2 separate regions of the Pan troglodytes genome follow, and region 1 is linked to region 2. The links are chromatin contacts, called in public HiChIP or PLAC-seq maps. All regions are on one chromosome and are shown on one strand. Each heading gives the region's core, a stretch centred on a gene start, on an enhancer-like site or on the middle of the called end of the contact. The rest is flanking DNA. Distances are from core to core; before and after follow the strand shown.

Region 1 (7,479 bases), core at 4,508-7,007, 180 kb after region 2:
TCCCTGATGGGGTCAAAGAAAGGAGGGCCTCAGGCTGGCCGTGACAGCCCTACGCACCCTGTCCTCAGCATAGGCCTCACTGTGGGGGTTCTAGGGTCCCATCACCCCCCACGTGGACCCCGCTCCCACCTGGTTGAGCACCACCCAGTTTGGGTCAATCTGCGCGTCACCCTCCGGGTCCAGCACGACTGTCTGGAAGGCCCGGAAGTCGGTGAGCGTGACTTCAGCGTTCTCCGGACACACGTCGATCTTGTCTACCACCTTGTCTGCATCAAAGTCGTCCTGGCACACGTCGCCCACGCCGTCCCCTGAGAGGTGGGAGACCCCTCGGTGGGCTAAAGTCAGGGCCCGCCCACCGTAGACCCCGCGCCAGGAGCCCCCACTGGCCCCGCCCCCACCGCAGGCCCCGCCCCCGCCGTACTGTCCGCGTCCTCCTGGCCGGGGTTAGGCACCAGGCGGCAGTTGTCCCGACTGTCAGGGACTCCGTCATTGTCGTCGTCGTCGTCGCAGGCATCACCCTGGCCATCGTGGTCTGAGTCCTCCTGGGCACTGTTAGGCACCGTGGGACAGTTGTCCCGAGAGTCCTGATGTCCGTCTCCATCCCTAGAGTGGATAGGTGGGATCCAGAGACAATGAGCTCTCCAGAGCGTTTTGTCAAAGGCTACCCGGACGCTCACCCCAGGTGGCCTCCTTACTGGTCTTGATCGCTGTCACAAGCATCTCCCACAAAGTCGTGGTCCACATCCGCCTGCGGAGGGCAGAATGCGGGGGTCCATAATCAGACAGAGGAAATCAGAAAGCCTCCCACCCAACCCAGCCGCACAGCCAAGGTCCTCCTGACCCCAAGGAAACCCCCACCGCAGGCTGCTCGGACTGGGAGGTCATTTCTCTGGCAGTGTAAAATGCTCTAAGCTGGGCTGTGGGCTGGGTAATCCAACTTGCAGTTCACCCAGAGGGCTTACCCAGCTGGAGTCTGGCCTGCCCTCACCTGATCCGGGTTGCTCTTCTGGGGACAGTTGTCACAGCCATCCCCTATACCATCGCCATCACTGTCCTTCTGGTCTGAGTTGGGTACCCTAGGGCAGTTGTCGGCCTGGTTGCGGATCCCTGCAGAAATCCACGGGACCAGAGCCCCAAGATTGGGACCAGGCCAGGATGACTTCATTAGGATGAGGCCAGCCTGAGGCTGGCCTGGAACAGAGTCCCAACTTCATGGAAGCTTTTTTTTTTTTTTTTTTTTGAGACAGTCTCATTGTGTCACCCAGGCTGGAGTGCAGTGGCATGATCTCGGCTCACTGCAACTTCCACCTCCCGGGTTCAAATGATTCTCCTGCCTCAGCCTCCCGAGTAGCTGGGATTACAGGTGTGCGCCACCACGCCCAGCAAATTTTTGTATTTTTAGTACAGACGGAGTTTCACCATGTTGGTCAGTCTGGTCTCGAACTCCTGACCTCGTGATCCACCTGCCTCAGCTTCCCAAAGTTCTGGAATTATAGGCATGAGCCACCCCGTCTGGCCCACAGGAACTTTAAGAATGAATGGTCCCATCCAAGGGAAGGCTAGTGAGGGGGACGGGCTCTCACTCCCAGGGTGGCTCAGCTGGGTGCCCGTGTGTGCCACCCTGAGCCCCTATGTCCCCATCTGTAAAGTTGTCACCTCCCAGGTCCTAAACCCCAGGCTCGAATCTCTTGTCCTCTTAATTCCTGCCTGCGGCATTGACACAGGGACCACCTTCCCTTCCAAATATCCCTGCGTTTTTCCTGGCCTTGCAGCCCAGCTTGCATTTTTCTGGCGCCCCACCATGGTCTTTGGTCCAGGGCGCCCTAGTCCGCTTACCCCATCCGGCTTCCAAAACCAGCCAAGCCCCGCCCCGGAGCCGAATCCCGCCCTTCGGTGCCCGCCGCCTCTCCTCGCCCCCCAACCCCCATCGAGCTCACGGTCGCCGTCGATGTCGTCGTCGCACGCATCGCCCCGGCCGTCCTGGTCTGTGTCCTTTTGGTCGTCGTTCTTCTGGGACCGGCAGTTGTCGCACGCATCGCCCCACTTGTCCTCGTCCGTGTTGCGCTGGTCTGGGTTCCGCACCAGCGGGCAGTTGTCCTGGATGACAGGGTGGGTTAAGGGTGAGATCAGGTCGAGAAGGCAAAGGTCACACTCCTCAGATTCCCAAATCTCCGAGGACGCGTCTCCTCCGCGAGGAACCTTTCGCCCCTCCTAGACCACGGAGGCCACGCCCCTCATCCAAGCCACGCCCCATCCCACTTCCCTAGGCCCCGCTCACAGCTCTGTCTTTTCTTTTTTCTTTTTCTTTTTCTTTCTTTCTTTCTTTCTTTCTTTCTTTCTTTCTTTCTTTCTTTCTTTCTTTTTTTTGAGACAGAGTCTTGCTCTGTCGCTAGGCTGGAGTGCAGTGGCGCGATCTCGGCTCACTGCAACCTCTGCCTCCCGGGTTCAAGCGATTCTCCTGCCTCAGCCTCCTGAGTAGCTGGGATTACAGGCGTGCACCACCACGCCCCGCTAATTTTTGTATTTTTGGTAGAGGAGGGGTTTCACCATGATGGCCAGGATGGTCTCCATCTCTTGACCTCGTGATCCGCCCGCCTCGGCCTCCCAAAGTGCTGGGATTACAGGAGTGAACCACCTTGCCGAGCCGTAGATCTACCTTTTCATTGGGGACCCCGTCCCCGTCGGCATCCGGATCGCAGGCGTCTCCGATGCCATCGCGGTCCACATCCTCCTGCCCTGAGTTGGGCACAGTCACGCAGTTGTCCTGGGGGCGGGCACAGAAGGTGTGAGGGGCGCGGTCATGAAGTCCCGCCCTCCCTCCTGCCCGGGCCCGCCCCGCTCCGCCCCCACCCACCTTACGGCACTGGCGCTCCGGGCAGCGCAGCTTCTCGTCCGGGAAGCCGTCTAGGTCAGTGTCGCGACCACAGAGGATCCCGTTGCCGGCCCAGCCAACGGCACACTGTGGGAGAGTGTAAGTGGGTGCCCTGGAGTGGCCGCCACCCAACCCCGCCTCAAGCCCAGCCCGCCCGCACTCACCACGCACGACCGCGAGCCATCGCGCTCTAGGACGCAGTCTGCATGCTCGTGGCACTCGCTGGGCGAGCCGTCGGGGCAGAAGCGCTGTGCGCGCCGCTGGCAGCCGGACTCCTGGTCGCCCACGAAGCCGGGCTGGCAGGGGCCGCACTGGAAGGAGCCCTGCGCCGGAGCCGCCGGAGGTCAGCGCAGGCCGCCCGCCGCTCGCCCCACCTCCCGCGATCCTTTCTTCCTCCCCAGCGGGCCTTACCCGGGTGTTGATGCACACGGAGTTGGGGACGCAGTTATGTTGCCCGGTCTCACACTCGTTGATGTCCGTGCAAACCTAGGGGAGGGGAACTCAGAGGTCACCACCCCACGCAGACACCTCCGGACCTCCCACCTCCTCCACACTTCCTCCGCATCCTGCCTCTCCCCTCCATCCTGCCCCAAACCGATCAGCCCTGGCGCAGCGGACCCCTCCTCTCCCCACCCCTCCCGCTGGAAGGAGGCTGGAAGAGGAGTTTACTGGTAAACAAAATGGACGCCCCCTTCCCTTCTGCTCCAAAAATGGGGCCCCCACACCCCTCACCTGCTTGTTGGCCTTGGCGAAAGCCAGCCCCACGCCCTCGTGGGTGGGGCCGCTGTACCCCGGCGGGCAAGCCTCGCAGCGGAACCCCGGGCTGGTGTTGATACAGCGGACTCGGGGGAAGCAGGGGTGGGCGTTGCACTGGGGGAGGAGGGGCCACAGAGGGTCAGAGGGCTTCGAGCTGGGCCCTGGGGGCCGCACCTCGTAGTGTCTCGGATGTGGAAAGTTCAAGGGCCATATGCCAGTGCTTGGAGCTCTTCGCCACGTGAGATGGAAGCAATTGTCGCAGGGGTCAGGCACGACTTTGCCTTGATGACGGCAAGGGCGCAACCGGGAGAGGAGAGGAGAGCTGTTCCCTCATGGGCGAGGGGAGGAAGGATGAGGGCGGGCATCCCCAGCAGAGGGGGGCAGGGGTCGTCGGGGCGTGCGTGCCCGGCGGTGGCGGGGGGTCTGGGCGTGCGTTCCCTGGCTGTGGAAGGGTCGTTGGGACTGGCGATCCCCTGCGGCGAGGAGGGTAGCTGGGGCGGACCACCCCTGGCGGTGAGGGAGTCCTCGGGGCGGGCGTCACTAGCTATGGAGGGGGTTGTCGGGGCGGGCGTCCCGGGTGGTGACGGGGATGGTCCTTGGGTTGGGCGTCCCCCCGCGGTAAGGAGGTAGTCTGGCCGTGCGCCCCCGGAGGTGAGAGGCTCTTCGGGGCGAACACTCCCAGTGGAGGAAGGGGTCTCCCGGGCGGCGAGAGATTGGGGGGCGGTAGAGGGAGTCGTCAGGGCGGTGGAGTGTCGGGGCTAGCGCACCTCGTTGACGTCGGTGCAGTGCGAGCCGTTGCCCGTGAAGCCCGCGGGGCAGGGGCCGCAGCGCGCGCCGCTCTCCGTCTGGATGCAGGCCACGCCGGGGAAGCAGAAACCGGGCGCGCAGTGGAGCAGGGGCCGCACGCTGGGTAGGCCGGTGCGTACTGACTGCTGCATCCCTGCGGGGGGGAGGGGGGAGACGCGGCGGGGCTGATCGGTGGCTCGCCCGGGGGCAGAGTCTATCATGGCCACGCCCCGGGGCTGGAGGCTTCCCCTTCCCCCCCACCCCCCGCCCCGGGGCGGCCCGAAATCCTGCGCTGTCCGCGATCCCGCCCCAGAGGCTGCGCGCTCTGACCGCAGGGTCTCCCCGGTCTCTCTCTGAGTCTCTGTCCCGCTTTTCTGCCCCGTGGCGTCTCTCACTTCCCCAAAACTCTCGCACCGCTTCTGTCTGTTTTTGTCTCTGTTTCTACACCCCCCATCCCATTCCCGTTCGTCTCTCCACCTCTCCGTCAGCCTCCATCTCCTTCCGTCTCTTTTCCTCCCCAGCTTTCCCTGGCTCTCTGTCTCTGTCTCTGTGTCTCCGTCTCCCGTCTCTTCTCTCTCCCGACCGCCCCGCCGCGCTCACCGCACGCGTCACACTCCATCACCGTGTTTTTCAGGAACGTGATCTCCCTGACCTGCAGGGGTGGGATGGAATCAGCGGGGTCCCAAACTCTCCTCATCCCTCGGGTCTCCCCTCTCTCTACCCCGGGGTCCCTTTCTACAGCCTCTTTTCGCCAAGGACTCCCTACCCGCCGACCCCCTTCCCTCCCCATCTCCTCTCCACCTTCTCGGGTACTTCCTCTCTCCTCGCTGGGAACTGAGACCCCCTTCCGTTCCCTGGCACTCCCTGCCCCGCACCCGGGCCCCGCACCTGCTGCCGCAGCAGCTCCCGCACGTCCTGCAGCGCCGCGTTGGTTTCCTGCAGTTCCCGAAGCATCTGCGGGCCCAGGTCTGAGCCTGCGGCGGCAGGGGACCTGGTGAGGCGTCATGGGGCCGGGGAATCCCACCACCAACTCCCACCGTCGCAGCGAACCCGGACCTCCGACGCCCCACTGCGCTCCTCTAGTCTCGGTCCCGCCACCTGCTTTCTGCGCCCGGCACGTCCCCTACGAACAGTCCGTGAGCCCCAAACAGCCTGGATCCCGGGCCTCTCACGGGTCCTACAGTCCGTTGTGGGGCCGTGGGCACGGCGCGGGTGCTAACGCGGCTTACCCAACGGGCTCTGGCCCTGTCCGGACGCGCCGAGGGCAGCCAGGGTGAGCAGAAGAACGCAGGCGGTGTCGGGGACCATGGCGGTGGCGGGGAGCTGGGTGGCTGCTCGCTTTCTACCGCCCACGAGGCCCGCGGGGCCTATTTATCCCCAAGGCACGGCCGGCCCCAGGGACGGCCCACCACAGCCCTGCCCAACGTCCAGCCTCAAGGTAAACAGATGGCGCTGGCCCCTGCGTTCAAGTCCCCGCCCGGAATGCCCCGCGAAGTCGCCCGCGGCTGAATTCGACATGGTGGGGAAACTGAGTCCCGGGGTCTGTGGAGAGAGCTGGTGGGGCAGGGAGTCAGGGGGTACTGCCCCCACTTTCATTCACTGTGTGTGTGCGTCTGTGTGTGTGTGTGTGTGTGTGTGTGTGTGTGTGACGGGGTGTGGCTGTATCGCATCCTCTTGCTTCAGTCTCCCATGTAGCTGGGACTACAAGCGTGCACCACCAAGTCCAGCTAATTTATTTTTATTTTTATTTTTATTTTTAGAGACCGGGTCTGGCTATGTCGTGCAGGCTAGTAGTCTCAAACTCCCGGCCTCAAGCGATACTCCCCACATAACTGGGATTACAGGATCCAGCCATAGCATTCAGCTCATTGATTGATTGATTGATTGAGTGCTTGCTGTATGCCAAACCTGAGTTCCAAACAAGGCAGGCTCCATGGCCACGCTCTCAGCTCACACTTGGGGAAACAGAGTCACCAGTGTCTGAAAAAATAGGTCCACCCACTATGGATCAGACTGACTGGCCCTCCACTCCTCCTGAAGTGCTTCAAAACTGGGTAAATTGCCGGGTGCGGTGGCTCACACCTGTAATCCCAGCACTTTGGGAAGCCAAGGCGGGCAGATCACCTGAGGTCAGGAGTTCGAGACCAGCCTGGCTAACATGGTGAAACCCCATCTCTACTAAAAGTACAAAAATTACCCGGGCGTAATTCCTCCCTTACACAATGGAGGTAATAAGTTAATAATTATTAATTAATGATTAATAGTAATGATGATTATGATGATGAATGGAAAATAGGGGAGGGGCAGTTGAGACCGGGGACTCTCAATTTTCCTGCCTCTGTCCAAGGAGGCCGCTTCTGGCCCCAACGCTGGAGGGCTGCAAATGACTCCCCCCAACCCAACTCATTGCTGGTGTTCCCTCCCCTCCCCGTGGTCCCTCGGCTGGTGGAGGAGGGGACAGCGTTCAGGATCTTGCCCCAACCCCTGTCCAAGGGGACAGGCCCACTTGGTTTTCCAATCTGTGCAATGGGGTGTGAGGCCCCCATCTGGAGGGGAGCAAGTTAAAGGGCTCTAGCAAGGGGAGGTCCGGGGCTTCTGTTTGTCCAGGCTGTGCCATACCTTCCAAACTGTGCTCCAGCTGCTGTGGGAACAGCCTGTAATAAAAATAAAAGTTACCACTAACTGGCCAGCCACACTCTGGAGTTACAAAACCCCTTAACCTCCTGGAATCAGTTAACACTCTCCACTCCCACCTTCCAGTACTCACAGCCTCTATTCTATAGACAGAGAAACTGAGGCCCAGAGAGAAAAAGTGACTGGCCTAAGGCCACTGCCCGAGGGCAGGGGTGAATCTAGACTCAGAGCCAGATATCTTTTCTGGAGAGCCTACAGAGAAGTCACCGAGGGCTTCCTGGAGGAGGTAGCAAGGAGACAGACATAAAAGAAAAGGAGGACTTGGATCAGCAGAGGGAAAAGGTGAGGGCAGTTTTGGTGGAGGGAAACATGTGAAGCTTGGAGGTGGGGACATTTCTAGACACATTAATTATTTCACAAACATCAAGGAC
Region 2 (7,258 bases), core at 944-3,443:
CTTGGAGGTGGGGGTCAGCAGGGTCGTGGTGAGGGCGGCAAGGGACAAAGGGTGCTTGTCCGCTGCCCGCCTTGACCTCGGCTGCTGTGGCTTCCCGGACGCCTGGCCTGCCGCTGATTCACGCCCAGGCCGGCCTCAGCGCCCCCCGCCTGCCGCCCCCCGCCAGGCCGCCCCGGGGGGTAGGAAGTGGGGGGGGGGCGAGGGCGGCGCCGAGTCAACTTTCCCTCTTAAGCCCCGAAGGAATGTCGGCGGATTTCCTGAAACCCGACCCTGGCCGCCCGCCGGCCCTCCCGCCCCTCACCTGGACCGGCTCCCCCGGGAACAGCAGGAGGGGCGCGGGGGCTCACCTTGGGGGCTGGGGTCAAGTCCTCTTTCCGCTCGCCCCCCCCAGCGGCCTAGTGCAGCGGAAAGGGGGCTGGGTGGGCGGCAATCAACCTCTTTCCCTTCTCCCCTCAGGCGACCTGGGTGATCGACCCACTCCTCCAGCCTCAGTTTCTCCTTCTGCAAAAGGGCGCGGGGTGTCCCTCCTCCCTGATGCGTTTTAAGCAATGCCCAAAGGTCACCTCCCATCATTGGCAGGGCTCTGCCAGCTTTTCTTTGCTTCTCTCCCTGTCACCTGGACAGAACCACTTTGCAGTCTGAGCATCAGTTTCCTCACCCATATAAAAGGGCAACGCTACCGGTACCTGTCTTATACGGTTGTTGCAAGAAAAAGTGTTTCGTTGGAATGAATGAAAGACAGTAATTGTGGAGGGGTTAGGCGCGCGCGGGCCTCTGGAATTAACATGTGTGGGCTTGAATCCTGACTTTGCCAACGCGTCCCGGAGCCTAAGTTTCCCACCTGTGAAATGGGGGACAGTATTGGTCATAACGCACAGGGCTGTTTCCCAAGGTGCGGGCCTGGCGCGCGGGTGGGTTAGAAGCGGAATTCTCCTGCTGGATTCTGGCGCAAACTGCGGGCTGGAGGCCCTCGCCGCCGGGTCGCAGCGACCTAGCATGGGAGGGGAGGGGAGGGGCGGGGCGGGGCGGGGGAGGGGCCGCACCGGGATCCAGATGTTCGGGGTCCGCCAGGCACAGCCGCGCCTGATTAAGCCACGTGGGGGCCGGCCGGGGGCCGCTGAGATGAAAGCGCGGCCGCAGGCCAGAGGAGGGGGTGCGCCAGGCCCCCACCCGGGACACCCTCTTCCCAGGCCGGAACCTGAGCCGCCCTCTGACCCGCAGACCCTGCGAGGCTGCCGCCCCGTCTGCGGGGGCGGAGCGTAGGTGGGGGACCTGCGGGCTGCTGAGCGGCGCTGCAGGCACCTGCGCCAGGCATGCCAGCGAAAGCGGGGGCATCTTTGCAGAGGATCCGGGTTTAGAGGGGCGTCCCCACTCCCTTATCTGGCGGAGAGGAAGCTGGGGGTACCCTCTAACCGAGATTCGGCTCCTGGGGCTACAGTCCATCGCCCTGGGGTGTGATGGTTATGGAAGTCAGAAGTGTCGCTATTTGCCCCGTTTTCCCATGAGAATTAGACATTTTAGCATCACCCCCTCCCCTTGCTCCTGAGCGTACCTCTGTGTCCCCTCCCACTAAGCCCCAGCCCAGGGGTCTCCAGCCTTGAGGAGACAGGGCCAGATTCCCTAGGTCAGTGGATCAGGGCTGGGCCAGAGGGAGGCGAGGCTGAAGGAGCAAGGGAGGGGCTCAGAGGGCTTCCCGGAGGAGGCAAACTGCGCGCAAGTTGTCTCCTTTCTAACCTGGGTGTCAAAAGAGAAGATGCCAGGACTCAGCTGCCGGGTCCTGCGGCTCTCACCTTCCTCCCTCTCCGTTCCCTGGTTGGACTCCAGCCCCATCGCCCTCCCTCCTCCTGCAACAAGCTCTTCCCCTCAGGATCCTCGCTGACCCTTGTAGCCTGGACATCCCTTTCTCCTCTCTCCCGCGTGGTCGGCTCACACGTCGCCTCCTCCGCCAAGCTCTCCGCTCTCCTCGACACCCCTGGCGAATAGTCCCCTCCATCGCATCCCCCTATATATTTCCTTTTGGCCCCAAGCGACAGCAGAGATCCCCCGCCCGTGGGCACCAGAGAGGTGTCCTGGGACCCCCGCGGTGGGATAGACGGTGGGGGCCGCGATGCACCTGCCCCGCCCGACCCGCACGCCTCGGGTGCCGCAGCGCAGCTACCCCGCCCGCTCTCCGCATCTCCCACCCCCCGCTTCCCAGGCTGCCTCGCTCGGGTGACGTCAGCGCCCCGGTCCCCGCCGCAGCCGCTGCATCCTCCGTGCCCGGCCTGAGCTGGAGTCCCCCGCGCCCCCCGCGTTCCGCCCGGCCATGGCTGCGGTGGCGTTGATGCCACCGCCGCCGCTGCTGCTGCTGCTGCTGTTGGCGTCGCCGCCCGCCGCCTCCGTGCCGTCCGCCCGCGATCCCTTCGCCCCCCAGCTCGGGGACACGCAGAACTGCCAGCTGCGGTGCCGCGACCGCGACCTCGGCCCGCGGCCCTCGCAGGTGAGGCGCGTGCGGTGCCAGGTGCCAGCGGGGGACGCGGGATCTCTCCGATGGAGGAGGCGTTGGGATGGGCTTCTCTTGTATGACAGCAGGAGACTTTGGTGGGGGTGTCCGTGGGGAGGTGGGGGTCGGGAATGGGGAGATCTCTCCAGTAGGTGACGGGCTGGGGTTCCCTCTGATGGGGGAGTGCTTGGGGATGCAGGTCCTTGCGATAAGGGGCCGATACCACCTCCCGGGCTCCCTCCACACTCTGCTGGGTAAGGACCCTCTAGCACCCAACCCCCAGCTCCCTCAGGCCTGATGGTCCCCCCACCTCATTCCTCCTCCTCCACATCGTGTTCCCTCCCCACTCAGAGCTACCAGCCCCTACTCATACCACCACTCCCCAGGATTCAAGCCTGATCTGCGTGTGACCAAAACCCCCTCCTCTGAGCCTCCCCCTCCTCCTCCAGGTCTGAGAATCCTTCTCCATGTCTCCCCTCCTCCCTGGAACCTAGTGGGGGGAAGGCTCATTTCTCTCCACCTTCACTGTCCATTTCTCTTCTCAAGCTCCCTCCCCATCTCCCTCCTCAGAGCTAAGAGCCCCCACTAATATTTGTAGCCTCTCCCAACTTCATCTCCATCTGGCTAGATGTGGTGGGGAGCGGGGAAGCCTTTCCCTGCCTCTGCTGAATGCTCCGGTCCCCCCACCCTCCTCCTGCCCCTCCCCATGGCCTGAGCTCCCTGTCCTCCCCTCCCCCAGGCGGGGCTGGAGGGCGCCTCCGAGTCTCCCTATGACAGAGCCGTTCTGATCAGCGCTTGCGAGCGTGGCTGCCGCCTCTTCTCCATCTGCCGATTTGTGGCCAGAAGCTCCAAGCCCAATGCCACCCAAACTGAGTGTGAAGCAGGTGAGGGCTCGCCGGCAGGGTGGGCCAGGGTGGGGAGAGTAGGCCTGGGAAGGGCCGTCCCCAGTCACCCACTCCCACCTCCCACAGCCTGCGTGGAAGCCTATGTGAAGGAGGCAGAGCAGCAGGCCTGTAGCCATGGCTGCTGGAGCCAGCCCACGGAGCCTGAGCCGGAGCAGAAGGTGGGCCTCCCACTGCGGCCTGGGGTCCCTTTTCCCAATACCCCCACCCGCTTCACCCCGTGGGAAATCTTCATTCACGTGCAGAGGCTCTGCCAGACTCTGCCTTCTATACCAGGCCTGCAGGGCAACCTCCATCCAGCCCCGTCATGTCTCCAGCCTTAGTTACATGCAACAATGCCCCCCATGCCCCACCACCTTTTCAGGAATAAGTGGCAGAAAACAGCCATCATTTATCAAACATCTGTCCTGGTTCGGGCCTGACTTCAAACTGTCCCAAATGTTTTTGTGTCACTTGGAGGCACAAGGGACAATGTCACCCTCATTTAGTGCCCAAGGGGCAACCTCCCAGGTCATACACAGGGCTGTGCAAGGAGCGAGATTTGAAGCCACCAGAGCTGTGGCCACTCCTCACCTCACTCCTCTTAGGCGCCCCCAGAGCTGCCAGGTGCTGGTCTAAGCCCTTCCCCTGTGATGAGCTGGTGGTCACTGTCACCTGGAGGGGCTCAGAACTGTGGCTCAGGGTAGAGCAGGCTTGCCTCGCAAGCACGCACACACTGCCTTATGGGAGAAATAATAATGGTTCATCTATTGTAGTCCAAGCAATGCTGCATCAGGGGAAACTGAGGCACAGAAAATCATGTAGCATAGCCAGAGACCTAGGGGCTGGGACTCCCCAGAAAGCCCTTTCCCCACTTCCCCCATTTTCCTCCACCCCTTCCCAGCTTTCACTGCTGTTCAGAAAAGCTCACTGCACTGTCAGCCCTTCCAATTCAGAGCTCCCTCTTATTTATTTATTTATTTATTTATTGAGATGAAGTCTTGCTCTATTGCCCAGCCTGGAGTGCAATGGTGCAATCTTGGCTCACTGCAGCCTCCGCCTCCTGGGTTCAAGTGGTTCTCCTGCCTCAGCCTCCTTTGTAGGTGAGATTACAGGCACCCACCACTACAATCGGCTAATTTTTGTATTTTTAGGAGAGACAGGGTTTCATCATGTTGGCCAGGCTGATCTTGAACTCCTGACCTCAAGTGATCTTCCCACGTCGGCCTCCCAAAGTGCTGGGATTACAGGCATGAGCCACCATGGCCGGCCATCAGACCTCCGTCTTGACGCTGTCAAAATAAGAATAATGAGGATGATGATATTTTTAGTAATACGGACTACTACGCATTAAGTGCCTGTGCCGTGCCAGGCACTTGGCAGGCATCCTCTAGTTGAAATTTCATGGCTACTCCATGAAGGAAGAGAACGATACCCATTTTAGGGCTCAGAGAGCACAATCCACTTCCCTAAGGGTACACAGGAAGCCAACTGCCACGCTGAGATCTGTGTTCACTATAAGAAGTCCTATTGGCCCAAATCACTTAGCCACATCCAATCCAAGTGAATTCTCCTAGCTCCTCTCCTGTTAGTTTATTTATTCATTTATTTATTTGAGATGGAGTCTCACTCTTTCACCCAGGCTAGAGTTCAGTGGTGTGATCTTGGCTCACTGCAACCTCTGCCTCCTGGGTTCAAGCAAATCTCCTGCCTCAGCCTCTGGAGTAGCTGAGATTCCAGGTGTGCGCCATCATGCCTGGCTAATTTTTGTATTTTTAGTAGAGACAGGGTTTCACGATGTTGTCCAGGCTGGTCTCAAACTTCTGGCCTCAAGTGATCGGCCTGCCTCAGCCTTCCAAAGTGTTAGGATTACAGGCGTGAGCCACCACATCCTGCCCCCTCCCATTCATTGGTTAATGCCCTATTTCGGTGCCATCTTTGTGTCTTGGACCTTTATTCACCAGAGAAAGGTCCTGGAGGCTCCAAGTGGGGCCCTCTCCCTCTTGGACTTGTTTTCCACCCTCTGCAATGACCTCGTCAACTCAGCCCAGGGATTTGTCTCCTCCACCTGGACATACTACTTGCAGACTGACAATGGGAAGGTGGTGGTGTTTCAGGTGAGACCTCTGACAGGGGCCACACCAGAGTGGCAGATGTGTGGGCAGGGTAAGAAGATGGGATGCATTGGCTCTTAGCTCATGAGATGCAAAGTCCACAGTGGGCGAGCTTCAGGCACAGCTGGATCCAGGGGCTCAGTGTCTCACTCCATGCCTTGACTCTGCTTTCTTCTGTGGTGGCTTCATTCCCAGGCATTTACTTCTTCTTGGCAGTAAGGTGGATGCCAGAGGCTCTAGGTTACAAACGCTGTGTTTTTTTTTGTTTTGTCTTTTGTTGTTGTTGTTGTTGTTGTTTTGAGATGGAGTCTCATTCTTGTTGCCCAAGATGGAGTGCAATGGCATGATCTTAGCTCACTGCAACCTCTGCCTCCCAGGTTCAAGTGATTCTCCTGCCTCAGCCTCCTGAGTAGCTGGGATTACAGGCGGCCACCACCACACCCGCCTAATTTTTGTATTTTTAGTGGAGACGGGGTTTCGCCATGTTGGCCAGGCTGGTCTCGAACTCCTGACCTCAGGTGATTCACCCACCTCGGCCTCCCAAAGTGCTGGGATTACAGGCATGAGCCACTGCCCCGGCTCCCTCTGGGGTTTTAACTGAGCTGGGATTTACTCTGATTGGCCCTGGCTGGATCATATGACCATCTCTCAGGCAATTCACTGGCTTGGTCTGGATCATGTTCCTACTTCTGGAGCTAAAGGATGGGGTTAAGGCAAATGGAGGAGCCCATGAAAGCAGAAAACAACATCCCTGACATCAAGCCCACCCCGATACCCAGGGGAACTGGGTATCAGCTGGGCGTGGGACATGGCAGTCACAGAGGGCCTGCCTGGGCCCAGGGGTGCTGTTCTCACAAGCCTCTCTGTGCTGTCTTGTTCCTGGCCCAGACTCAGCCCATAGTGGAGAGCCTCGGCTTCCAGGGGGACCGTCTGCAGCGCGTGGAGGTGACCTGGCGAGGCTCCCACCCTGAAGCTCTGGAGGTGCACGTGGGTAAGGTGCAACCTAGACCAGTGTTCCTTCCATGGGTGGCCCCACTGCCACAAGGAGTCGGCCTGGCAAACAGACCTTCTAGGATCGGGATCTCCATCTCTCAAGTCCTGGGTTCCATGGCTCATCCCCCAGGTCTCCATGGTCTATTTCCCAGGGTTCCATGGTCCACCTCCCAGGGTTCCGTGGTCCACTTCTCAGGGTTCCGTGGTCTACTTCCCAGGGTTCCGTGGTCCATCTCCACGGGTTCCATGGTCTATTTACCAGGGATCCGTGGTCCACCTCCCAGGGTTCCGTGGCCCACCTCCCGGGTTCCGTGGCCACCTCCCAGGGTTCCGTGTTCCGCCTCCCAGGGTTCTGTGGTCCACCTCCCAGGGTTCCATGGTTCACTTTCCAGGGTTCTGTGGCCCATCTCCCTGGGTTCTGTGACCCATCTCCCAGGGTTCCATGGTCCATCTCTCAGAGTTCCATGGGTTCATCTCCTAGGGTCATCTCCTAGGGTCCATCTCCAAGGGTTCTTTGGTCCATCTCTCAGGGTTCCATGGTTCATCTCCTAGGATTCTGCAGTTCATCTCCCAGGGTTCTGTGGCCCATCCCCCAGGGTTCTGCAGTCCATCTCCCAGGGTTGCATGGTCCATTTCCCAGGGTTCCATGTTCCATCTCCCAGGGTTCCATGTTCCATCTCCCAGGGTTCCATGGGTTCATCTCCTAGGGTCATCTCCTAGGATCCATCTCCCAGGGTTCCATGGGTTCATCTTCTAGGGTCATCTCCTAGGGTCCATCTCCTAGAGTT

The links. HiChIP or PLAC-seq counts read pairs in DNA pulled down with a chosen protein or histone mark.
Region 1: a contact with region 2 is called in an H3K4me3 HiChIP or PLAC-seq map of stem cell-derived excitatory neurons, with 4 times the contacts expected there. The contact joins the promoter of COMP here to the promoter of TMEM59L in region 2. A contact is called at or near these places in 1 of 7 Hi-C or Micro-C datasets (induced pluripotent stem cells) and 1 of 1 datasets of contacts at active chromatin or transcription factors (stem cell-derived excitatory neurons).

Annotation. Positions count from the first base shown.
Region 1 is chr20:21,438,931-21,446,409 of NHGRI_mPanTro3-v2.0_pri, forward strand. It overlaps COMP (cartilage oligomeric matrix protein), which reads right to left and starts at 5,758. Exons shown (of 19, transcript NM_001098565.1): 1 at 5,644-5,758; 2 at 5,303-5,388; 3 at 5,015-5,066; 4 at 4,396-4,568; 5 at 3,605-3,742; 6 at 3,284-3,358; 7 at 3,037-3,195; 8 at 2,855-2,959; 9 at 2,657-2,764; 10 at 1,938-2,097; 11 at 989-1,107; 12 at 696-748; 13 at 422-603; 14 at 130-308; 1 more. The coding sequence starts at 5,722.
Region 2 is chr20:21,262,149-21,269,406 of NHGRI_mPanTro3-v2.0_pri, forward strand. It overlaps TMEM59L (transmembrane protein 59 like), which reads left to right and starts at 2,194. Exons shown (of 7, transcript XM_016935537.4): 1 at 2,194-2,479; 2 at 3,222-3,366; 3 at 3,454-3,545; 4 at 6,366-6,468. The coding sequence starts at 2,306.